3 separate regions of the Ovis aries genome follow, and regions 2 and 3 are each linked to region 1. The links are chromatin contacts, called in public Hi-C maps. All regions are on one chromosome and are shown on one strand. Each heading gives the region's core, a stretch centred on a gene start, on an enhancer-like site or on the middle of the called end of the contact. The rest is flanking DNA. Distances are from core to core; before and after follow the strand shown.

Region 1 (3,546 bases), core at 472-2,971:
GAAAAAATTCAAAGTCCAAGAAGACTCAGGAAAAAACTCTGATGTCCCCCCTTAGCTGCATAAAGAATGCAGACAGGGAACCTCTTCCAAGAAGCGATCATAGATAAGTATAGTATGAACTAGGTATGGGAGACTGGGAGAAACCTGGAAAGGTTTTTTTTTTTCCCCTAATTCTGTTCTGTGTCCTATTGTCTCTGTGTATCCAGAAAACATTTGTTTACCAAACATTTTCCTTTCCATCTTCATGTAAACTGCCTTCCTCCCTTCTGAAAACTCAAACCACTACTCCCAACATCGTTGTCTTTTTTTTTTTTTTTTTTTAATCTTTAGTTAAGGATGGTTTTTCAGTTACTCAGTTTTACTGGGTCTTTCCCATGTACACATGTGATTAAACTTTCATTCGGTTTTCTCCCATTGATCTGTAAATTCAATTCTTAGACCAGCCAGAAGAACCTAGAGGGGTAGAAAAGAACGTTCTCCTGACAACAACAATCCAGGAGCCCTAGGAACTGATCACATGGCCTTAGCCTCACTGAGCCAGTATCCTCACCTGTAAGACCAAGAGAAGAACATGTATTTGGGGTAGTTACGAGGAGAGCAGAGTGACTATCACACACATGGCACACACTCCAGTTCAGTGAAAGCACAGTGATTACCTAGGCTTACCTCTCAGAGCTGGTGTGTCCTTCGACAATCACTTCCTTTTACTGTGCCTTCATCTCCTTTTCTAGGAAGATAAAGAATTTAGACTTGATAAATTACCTTCCAAATGCCAGTCCCATCAGCCTGGGAGCCTGACTTTTTAAAAGATATGGCTCAGGTTTAAGCTAAGTTTGTGGAATCTTCCCTCCTATTACTTACTGGGTGTCTCAAAACAAGCTAAAAAACCTTTCAGACTCCCTGCATCTGTAAACTAGGGACAACTAGGACCTAGCTAACTGGAAATGTAAGGATAGTGAAGATTAAATGAGATAGGTGTATCCAGGACCCACCAGACTAATTTCCTTAAAGGCTGGGACCCATTTGTAGATTTACAAACTGTGACACTTCTTCTCATGGTTGCTCACAAAATTAGATGAGTAAATTTAAATAAAGTATCAGGAATAGGATCTGGCACAAACTAAAAACATTTGATAAATATTATTAGAAGGGCTTCCCTCTTAGTTCAGTCGGTAAAGAATCTGCCTGTAATGCAGGAGACCCAGGCTCGATTCCTGGGTCAGGAAGATGCCCTGGCGAAGGATATGGCAACCTACTCTAGTATTCTTGCCTGGGAGAATCCCATGGACAGAGGAGCCTGGCAGGCCACAGTCCATGGGGTCGCAAGAGTCGAACACGACTTAGCGACTAAACCACCACCACTTTATTTTAGCAACTGTCTGCACGAGTCCTGGTGTTCAGCGCATTGTTGAAACGCAAAGTTACAGGATACACGCTGGACACATATACCCACCAGGGGCTATGGAAAGCTTGCGTGGATAAACTCTGCTAGAAGAGCCTGCAGAGTAGGAAACTCGCGGCCTGAGAGGACAGAGCCCACTTCAGGCCTTAAGTCCCCGAGAGGGTGCAAAAACCTGTTAAAACAGGTCCCCACGACTCGCGGGGCCGTAGGACCGCAGGAGCAGGCGGGGGCCAATCCCCAGCCCGGTTCAAAGGGCCAATCGCGGCACGCTTTACAAGGGCCCCGGCCGGAGGGGGCGGGGCCGCGCGCGGGGCGGGGCGGAGCCTCAGCCGCCCCCGTGGACCAACCAGTCCAGGCCCGGTGGGGCCCCGCTCGGCAACCTGCAGAGCCCTGATAGCTAAAATGTAATTTCAGATTGGACAAGTAAGTGACCCTCCTCTCAGTCCCACGTGTGTACCAGGGCCTTTACAGAAACGCAGGCTCGCAGCGCGAACGTTCTCCAACCGGAGAGCGTATCTGGCCCAAGCCTCCCTCCCCTTGCCCGCAGTCACCGCCTCCTCTTCCTCCTCTGACTGCCTGAGTCTTAAACGCCAGCGCCAGCCGGGCCCTTCGCCTCCGAGATCTTGTTGAGTCCCCTGTGTACACTCCTGGGTGAGGCGTCCGGCCCCTCAAGAGACGGGTGGGCTTTACTGCATTTCCCCAAGCTGCCTAAGATGTCTGGAACCCTTGGTCCTCTGCAGTCACTATCCAGTTAATTATGTGAATTTCCTCGCTTTCCCTTCATCCCCCCAGGGTCCTCTATCACCTTATTTCAGGATGTTTCTTGGTAAAGAATCCGCCAGCAATGTGGGAGACCGAGGTTCGATCCCTGGGTTGGAAAGATCCCCTGGAGAAGGGAAAGGCTACTCACTCTCGTATTCTGGCCTGGAGAATTCCATGGACTCTATAGTCCATGGGGTCGCAAAGAGTCGGAAACGACTGAGCACCTGTCACCTAGGCATTTTTGAGCCTTTTACTTTCAATCTGGCTACTGTAAGGCATTTAAGACCTGTGTTGCTTGTAGCTTTCAACACTTTCAGCAACTTGTGATAATATTTGAAGCGCAGTTTAGATAGTATAATGCTCTTTGGCTACAGTTATCCTGGGTAGAAACGGCCTAGGAGTATCTTTCCATTTTTATTAATGACCTTTCATTTTAAGAACAAGATGCAAAATGGTGAATTTCTCTAATCCTTGACTATATTCCACCAAAGCACTTTTCATGTCTTAACATTTGTCTCTAAAGAGTCTCTGATTTGTCTCTAAAGAGTCAAGTCATTTACAAAATATTGAAAAGCAGTCATCATTAGATTAATTTTTAAAATACTGTATTAGGGGAAGGAAGTGATGATGCTTTTGAATTGCCGAGCAGTGAGAAGGCAAGCTGCCTTTTAGTTTCTGGCTGGTGTATAGAGGGTAGAGTTCTGTTTTATTTTGCTTGCTTTCCCCCTCTTCCCTGTAATCCACCAAATGTGCATCCTGAAGTTGTACTTCTTAAATTGCCAGCTGGGTCTTCCAGCCTTCTGACTGCCTCCTGGTCTTCTGGGAGTTTCCTGTTAATGAGGTCCTGTCCTTTGCTTTTGACCTTGTGGCCACTGGCCTGACTCTTGGAGGGATCAGCTAAGGAGGACTTCCTGGTGGCAGGCTGAGAAAACTCTTTATTAAGGATGATTGAAGGAACCCAGAGGGTAAGAAGGCCTGGAGAGGGGAAGGGAGTCTCCCTGCTGGATTTGGAAGTCAAAACATGTGTATTGGGAGAAGGAACTAACCCAGAGGGTGGAGATCTGTGTCTTTCTGGATGAAGTTATGTTTACTGGGCAGAGACTCGACCTTCTTCCAGGCTGTGGTATCAATAATTGTTACTATCAATAATTGTCTTTTCCTGCAATCTGGTTCCCTTTCCCTAACCTACTTCACTTAGTTCAAATCACCATCTGTTATCAGCTGGTTCTGAAAACAGTTTCAGCTAGTGAATCTTCTCCACCCCCACCCCCACCTCCAAATATTTGAAATAATTATTTTACCAGAATGTACTACAGAGAGTATTCAGCCTCTTACCTGCCACTATTTTTATAAGGTGGAATTTAGAGTCTACTCAAGTAATG
Region 2 (3,546 bases), core at 744-3,243, 550 kb after region 1:
GGTTGATTTTCTGTCTGGGGATCTGACCTCTTGCTTCACCAGCTGAGGGGATCAGACTGTCCTGGGAGGAGCCATGAGCTAACCCTCTGAAAAGCCTTTCCTTTCTTTCTCTTTCTTTCTTTTTTTAACTGTATGTTTCAAGGGGAATTTCTGATTGGGGGCTTAGCACCATCAGTTTGAATCCCTCTTGGCATTTAGAGCTTTGAGAGATCCGTACCACCCTCTTCACTGGTGTTTTGTGCTAGAAGATCACTAGAGATTTAATTTCATTTATGTCACTGGATTTATTTAAAAAAAAAAAAAACCTTTTGGAGTCAGGGATGAATGCCCCATTCCTTTTTTTTTTTTTTTTTTGTCAGTTTTCACTGATTCCTTATGTGAATAGCTCAAGGGTAAGAATCTAGTTTTAGTTATTTAGTTATTTCCAAATCTCCTGTCCCTAACACAGAGACTGACCTGGACTGCTTAGTAAATATTTATATTTCATTCTACAAATACAACCTCCCCCGACCCCAACCCCCCCACCCCAGGTGCAGCAATGTGTAAAATAACCATTGTACCAGGTTTCATCCCATTTACAGTGGAGTGTAAGAGACCATTAAAAAAGTAAATCCAAATAAATATATAGTATATCTTGGATTAAGGGCTCTAAAGAGAAAAGAACAGTTTCAATGGAAGGACAAATATGAATGATTGATGAATGAAAGGAAAATGACCCCAACTGCCAACTTAAAATCTGTCTCATCTCATCTCTTTGTAAATAATTATTATTGGTATTATTTTAACTATCACAACTGCTGCCATTTCTTGAGTATCCACCAGATTCCAAGCTCTGTGCTAGTACCTTCCTATTTAGTGCATCAAATTCTCAAAAGAACCTTGCTGTTTAGACCTTCTTATCCCTTAATGGCAACCCACTCCAGTGTTCTTGCCTGGAGAATCCCAGGGACAGGGGAGCCTGGTGGGCTGCCTTCTATGGGATCGCACAGAGTCGGACATGACTGAAGCGACTTAGCAGCAGTAGCAGCAGCATCCCTTATTCCAGATGAAAAAGGAAGGCCCAAGGAAAGTAATTAACTTGTCCATGATCACAGTCAGTAAATGGGACAAATGCAAGTTGGTCTGACAGAGACTCTGCATTGAGCAAAAGGGAAAACATTCCAAAGATTATCATCAGGGATCCAACAGGGAGTCGCTGACTGAGGAACACTATATCCTACCTTATTGCAAATGATCAATTATGTTAGCGGAGAGGAAGGAAAAAAAGAGAAAAATCTGTGTTCAAGAGTGAGAGGGAAAGGGAGGAAGATAGTATTCTTGAATTGGTCATCTTATCAGCCTCACAATAATAAGCCATCACCATGGGAACAAGAACTCTAATTAATGACAGATGTTGAGTCACTTTATAAACCACACCATCTGAATGCCGAGCTGGTGCTGTAACCCTGTCTCCCCTTTCGCAGCTGGGAGCATGCTATGGTCTTGTTGGAGAGACCCATCTTCCATGGGTGGAGCAAACTCTGGACTTGGCATCAGAAGACTTGCATCTGAGCCTCAAATCTGCCCTTTCTGAGTTCTTTTGCCTTGAACAATAAGCTCACCAAAAGTGAGAGGTGGCTATCATTAATTTTGTCATTATTATTGCTACCACTAGTAGTAGCTTTCTGGGACTCTAGATCTACAAAGTGCAATGCAACATCATCTCATCAGTTACCACACTGACAGCAAATGTCTGGCACAGACAGTGTGCTGTGTTATTTAACCTTGGTGATGCTGATGCTGGAGAAGAAAAGAAGGAAAGGGAAAGAGGAAGAAAAGCAGTTGCAGTGATGTGCAGTGATGTACGTGTGTAGAACTATGAAAGCTCTGAGGTGTGATACAAATGAGGGCATTCTACTCATTGTCAAAATATTTTTGGTTAGTTCCTGGGCTGGTAGCCCATTCCTGTGTTCAGTTTTGTCAAAGGTTCTATTGTCTCTGTTCCCTTTTTGTCCAGCCCCGTGTACATGTCTCTCCTCCTTCCGGCTGTGCTGTTTCGCTGGGGGAAGGACAACCAAGACAAAGAATTCACAGAAATCATGAGAAAAATTTACTCAGAGCCCAAGTTCTCAATAGGCCAGGATTTCCCATAGACTTTTCTTTTGGACATTAGAAGATATTCCTGGAAATAATTCCTTTGGAAAACACTACATTCAAGTTAACTAGGTATCTTTATAGTAAGACTTTGCATAAGAGTTTAATATATTAACATGCCTTGTGAATCTCCTAGGTTGTGGAGGCATTTAGAATACAGACTTTCCTAAATTTACTTGACCAAAAAATTAGTTTTTCATGGAGCATTTTACTTTGCTAAAGGACCAAACATTGAAAAGTGCTGCTGTAAACCCAGAGTCAAGACCATCAAGTGTACAAGTAGTACCAGATAACAGGGTTGAAAAATCCCACCAACCTTCCCATCATTCATGTGTCCATTTTACAAATTAAAAGGGCACCAATCCTGTATGTCCTTCCCTAGTGAAGGACAGGGAAGCTTGTGTGCTGTAGTCCATGGAGTCGCAAAGAGTCAGACACAGCTGAGCGAGTGAATAACAATGCTATATTTGGCAGTAACTTCATGCTGGATGGTGGAGAAGTGACAAGATCCATATATTTCCACTCTTACCACCTTGGAGCTCTTGTGAGCATTTTGGGGTGATAGAGAAATTGCCTGGCAATAGAGATGCAGGTGAAGGGTGGAAAGCAAGGGTGCTGTGGTAACAAGGACAGGGGCTTCTTATTCCTACTTCATACGTCAAGAGGAGTTTCCCAGAGGAAGGAACTTCTAACCTGAGATCCAAAGAACAGGAAGAACAATAGGTAACACATTGTCAATGCACTTTCCCAGGTGTTAGCAATCCTCTGGGTCAGACACAGTGAGAGTGGGGACAGGAAAGATGAGAGGAACGTGAACCAGCACATTGCTTTGGGTCTGTTGGTTCAAACTGGAATGAGTTATTAAACTCCATGGATTCAAGTGTCCAGGAGCCATAAATGGATACAAAATAGAATAACATGGCTTCTCCCCAAATGCACAGGTATTGGTAGCACCCAGGATTAAACTTAGGTGGCTTGTGGACACTCTTTTTATAATAGATATATATTTAAGTTAACATATACTAGAAAAAGGTAACCAGAATCATACCTATGTTTTCATAGATATTTTTGCCTAGAACAAGGCAATTTGAAAAAAGAGAAAAAAGAATTCGTTCAGAATTTAAAAGAAAATATTATACTAATATAATACTACACATGATACTTGAACATGGAAACAATTATGAAGATGGTATGTGAATAACTAAAATTTGTGAAGCAATAAAGTAACATGTGTGAAAGTGTCTCATGCATAGAAAGTGAAAGAAGTATTAGTTGCTCAATCGTCTCCAACTCTTTGTGGCCCCATGAACTATAACCTGCCAGGCTCCTCTGTCCATGGAATTCTCCAGGCAAGAATACTGGAGTGGGTTGCCATTCCCTTCTCCAGGGCCTCTTCTGAACCCAGGCGCTGAA
Region 3 (3,546 bases), core at 451-2,950, 550 kb before region 1:
TCTCCGCCTTGATCCGCTCCTGGGACTCCATGTCGATGGGGGACAGGGGCGGCGTTTCCCCGGGCATCTCGGGCACCGTCTGCGGCTCTTCCTTCAGGGCCTGCAGCCGCGGGTGCTGCACGGGTATCTGCTGGGGCAGGTGGTGCGGCGGCTGCGGTGGTTGCTGCTGCTGCTGCTGGGGCTGCGCGGGAAAGGCCAGGCCAGCCGCGCCGTAGGAGGGCGCCCCGCCGCCGCTGCTCAGCGCGCCGGGGTTGAAGTTGCTGAGGTTGGCGTAGACCGGCGGCTCGCTGTGCAGGCTGGCGCTGAAGCCGCCGCTGCCGCTGCCGCCCGCCACCGAGGCCACCGCCGGGGCCACCAGGCCCGCCCCGCTGACCGGCTGCGCCGCCGACGTGACGCTGGGCAGCGTGTTCTGGCTGTGCAGTTCGGCCAGGGCGCGCACGAAGCCCTCGGCGAATCCCTCCTGCTCGTCCGTCACGTTCTTGGGGCACAGGAACTGGGTGGGGGTCGGCGTGGTGGTGATATGCCCGTTGCTGGACTGTATGATCAGGCGCTCCAGCTCGGGCGACGCCAGCTTGAGCAGCCCAACGTCGGGCGAGGTGAGGAGGTCGGAGTTCTTGGCCCGGAGGTGCGGCTTCAGGCTGCCCACCGGGTCGGCCAGATTCAGGGTCATGCTCTGCTTCAGAATCTTGGGGTTACTGTAGCCGTAGGCGCCGCTCTCAGACTGGAGGAACGAGGCGTTGAGGGCATCGTCGTAGAAGGTCGTTTCCATCTTTGCAGTCATAGAACAGTCCGTCACTTCGCGTGGGCTTAGTTTAAGCTGCGCGCAGAAGTTTCGGGGCCGCAACAGCGCGCTGGCAAGCGGGGGACACCCGCGCCTCCCCGGGCAGTGAGCAAGGAAAGTTTCTGGAAGAGCGCGCGCCCCCGCCGGCTGGCAGCCCCCGCCCCCGGCGCCCTCCTCACCAGCTCGGTCCGGGGGATCGCAGGGTTAAGACGCCGCCCGCGCTCTTACTTGTCCGCTCGCGCGCGCCGCCCGGCTTTGAAAAGTCGCGGTCACTCACGGAGCTCTCTCGAGCGCAGCGGTTCCTCAGAGCCCGCGGACGAACTCGCTTCCCGGTGATAGCAGGGAGCGCGGACCCCGCGTTTGCCTGCCGGCGGCGGGTGTCCGCCGCCCCGACTCGGAAGACTGTCCCCTCCTCCGCTGAGAGGGGGAGGGGGCGCCCGGCAGCCGCGGCTCGCGCTCGCCCAAGTTCAGCAACCGGTGCGAGCGAAGCGGAGCGCACGTCCTCCTCTCTCCGCCGCCTCTTTTTCTTCACCGCCGCCGCGGCAGCTTCGGGCGGAGGCAAGATTTGCAAAAGTTCGTTCCGGGACCCGGCGGCCACTTGTCTCCTGTCTTCCTGGCCGGGAAAGTTCTTGCCGCTGCAGCCGCTCTCCGGACTTCCCCGGGCGGACAGTGGCCGCTCTCCGCGCTGTCAGCAGCGCCCGCGCAGCGGGGCTCTCCGCCTGGGGGCGGCTGGCGAAGGGGCTCTCCCGGCGCTCCCCAAAACACCAGGCCGGGAGCCACAAGCGCTAGCTCCGGGCAGTTGGAGAGAAATTGGAAAATAGGATTTGCTGTCCTTCTCGACTGACTGTGCCTGTCTGCCTGCCTGCGTCCGCGCACCTCCACTCCCGCCTCGCAGCTTCAGCCACACTCAGTGCAACTCTGAGCCCTTATCCAGCCGGAGCGCAACACTTATCTGCTACCAGTCAACCCCTAAAAATAGCCCATGATGTCACCCCAAGGCCTTCCCATTGGCTCGCGTCGCTCTCAGGGGGGCGGGCCCACCCGTCGCCATGGAGACCCCACCCTAGAAGATTCTTCTCTGGGCCCGCGGAGGCTCACGGGATGAGGTAATGCTCCGTTGCCCTCCTACAGTTGGGCCCTTCTTTCTCCTCCTCCCCCCAACCCGCTCCGCGCGACTCGCGCCCCTCTCTTCCCCCTCCCTCCCCGACGCGTCTTTCCCGGCCCGCCCGGTGCATTGTGGGCTGACGTCTTGGGGTTTGACTGTCTAGTGACGGTGGCTGCCGCGAGCCGGGCGGACTCCGGCGCTCCCAGCCTCTGAGGGAAGTGGGCTGAAGTTTAGGGCTCGGATGGGAATGCCAGGGATGCTAGGACCCAGGAGGCCAGGGGAACCGAGCCAGGTGTCTGGGGCCGAGGGCGCGGGGCGGGTGGTATTTCCCCACTTGGGGGTTCGATGTCACCCGCGGGCACTTCGCCGCCGCTCGGGGCGGGCCGGGCCCGTTGAGCGCCTGGGTTCCTGGCCCCCCCGCACTTCCGGGGGGCGGGAGCACCGCCCTTAAGGTGGCTCTGTTAAGTCCCCTGTGGGGGCGAGTGAAAGTGGCTTTTAAATTTGGGGGCAGTTCGTGAGAGTCGGCCCCCCACGTTGAGAATGCCCTGAAGTTTGTCTCCTGGTCAAGTTCAGTAGCGACTGTCTGGCTCTGTCTGGAAGTCCAGTGATTTGCATTGCTTGAAACTGGGTGTTCGGCTAAGTCCCCTCCGCACTCCCACCTCACCCTCCCGACCGTGGGAGAAAGGGTGCGGGGGTTCGCATCTTTGCCTCGGAAAGGTTTCTTACAGGAGGTGGATTTAAGGGGCAACTCGGCGTCTAGTTTGAACGAGCGTTTGGAGAATCCGAAACTCGGGGAACCCCGGTGATAGTCTACTCTCCGCCCCCGCACAACATGCATAGACACACCGCACATCACATGTACACACAAACACACACACACGCACACGCCACTCCTCCCGCCCCGATTTGCTTCCGGGAAAACAAGTCCGAGAGCAGCAGACACTTGCCAAAAGTCACGCAGCGAGTGAGTAGAATAAAGATTTAAAATTTCTCCGCTCCCGGCTGGGGGGTGGGCCCATATCCTGTGTAGCCTCTAGGAAGCGCTAGACCCATGTAAGTGGTTCCTTTTCAGTGGTGGTTATTCTTCTCCTCCCCCAACCCCGCGCCCCTTAGGGACGAAAGTGTACGGTGGAAAGAATACCGAAGTCTGGAGTCGTGGGTTCTCTCCTGGCCAACGCTGCCGCAATGTGAAGGGAGCGAATCAGAGAACTTCCCTGAGTTTCTTCATCTGCAAGTGGGGCTGGTGAGACCCACCTCATAGGCCTGGCTTAGTGTAGAGTCATTGTCTCCAGGGCTAGGAGGTGGTCACCAACAGCCCCCTTCCCTGCCCTTGGTCAGAGCTTCCGGAGCGTCCATGGAATGCCAGGATATGAGTGTGACTTGGCAGGAACAGGTGGATTTAACCTGTGAGGAGGGTGAGGGAGGAAAGGGTCAGAACTCAGCTCCTTCCAGGGTTTTCTCCAGGACCGTGGTTTGACGTTGGACCTGCAGCAGTTTATGTCCCTAGGTCCTAATTCTGGCTTTTCAGCTTCTGAGCTTGCATAGCCCGGAGCTTTAAGGTATTTGTGGCTTTGAGAGTTGAGATTCAGCAGCCCAGCAGCAGCTGGTGTTAGGGACATCTTGACAGCTTTCCTTTACTTCCTTTACTTGCCCCTCATTC

Evidence for each region. Hi-C and Micro-C count contacts between places; a contact is called where the count stands out from the background.
Region 2: a contact with region 1 is called in a Hi-C map of hypothalamus, with 3 times the contacts expected there. The contact joins the enhancer-like site here to the promoter of FGGY in region 1. A contact is called at or near these places in 4 of 16 Hi-C or Micro-C datasets (hypothalamus, muscle, omental adipose tissue and 1 more).
Region 3: a Hi-C map of muscle shows a contact between it and region 1, with 3 times the contacts expected there. The contact joins the promoter of JUN here to the promoter of FGGY in region 1. A contact is called at or near these places in 6 of 16 Hi-C or Micro-C datasets (blood, hypothalamus, liver and 2 more).

Annotation. Positions count from the first base shown.
Region 1 is chr1:34,045,214-34,048,759 of ARS-UI_Ramb_v3.0, forward strand. It overlaps FGGY (FGGY carbohydrate kinase domain containing), which reads left to right and starts at 1,722. Exons shown (of 15, transcript XM_060409825.1): 1 at 1,722-2,053.
Region 2 is chr1:34,599,803-34,603,348 of ARS-UI_Ramb_v3.0, forward strand. All of the region lies in intron 13 of FGGY (FGGY carbohydrate kinase domain containing), which reads left to right. Among named protein-coding and RNA genes, the nearest start is that of HOOK1, 120 kb to the right of the region's middle. Within about 2 kb of position 1,994, at least 14 of the 54 cell types and tissues checked have an H3K27ac peak or open chromatin away from gene starts, as enhancers often do. A contact at or near this core is called in hypothalamus, where this site is marked.
Region 3 is chr1:33,494,963-33,498,508 of ARS-UI_Ramb_v3.0, forward strand. JUN (Jun proto-oncogene, AP-1 transcription factor subunit) reads right to left here and starts at 1,701. Exons shown (of 1, transcript XM_004002020.5): 1 at 1-1,701. The coding sequence starts at 781. It overlaps LOC106990843 (a long non-coding RNA gene), which reads left to right and starts at 2,795. Exons shown (of 3, transcript XR_001433726.4): 1 at 2,795-2,850.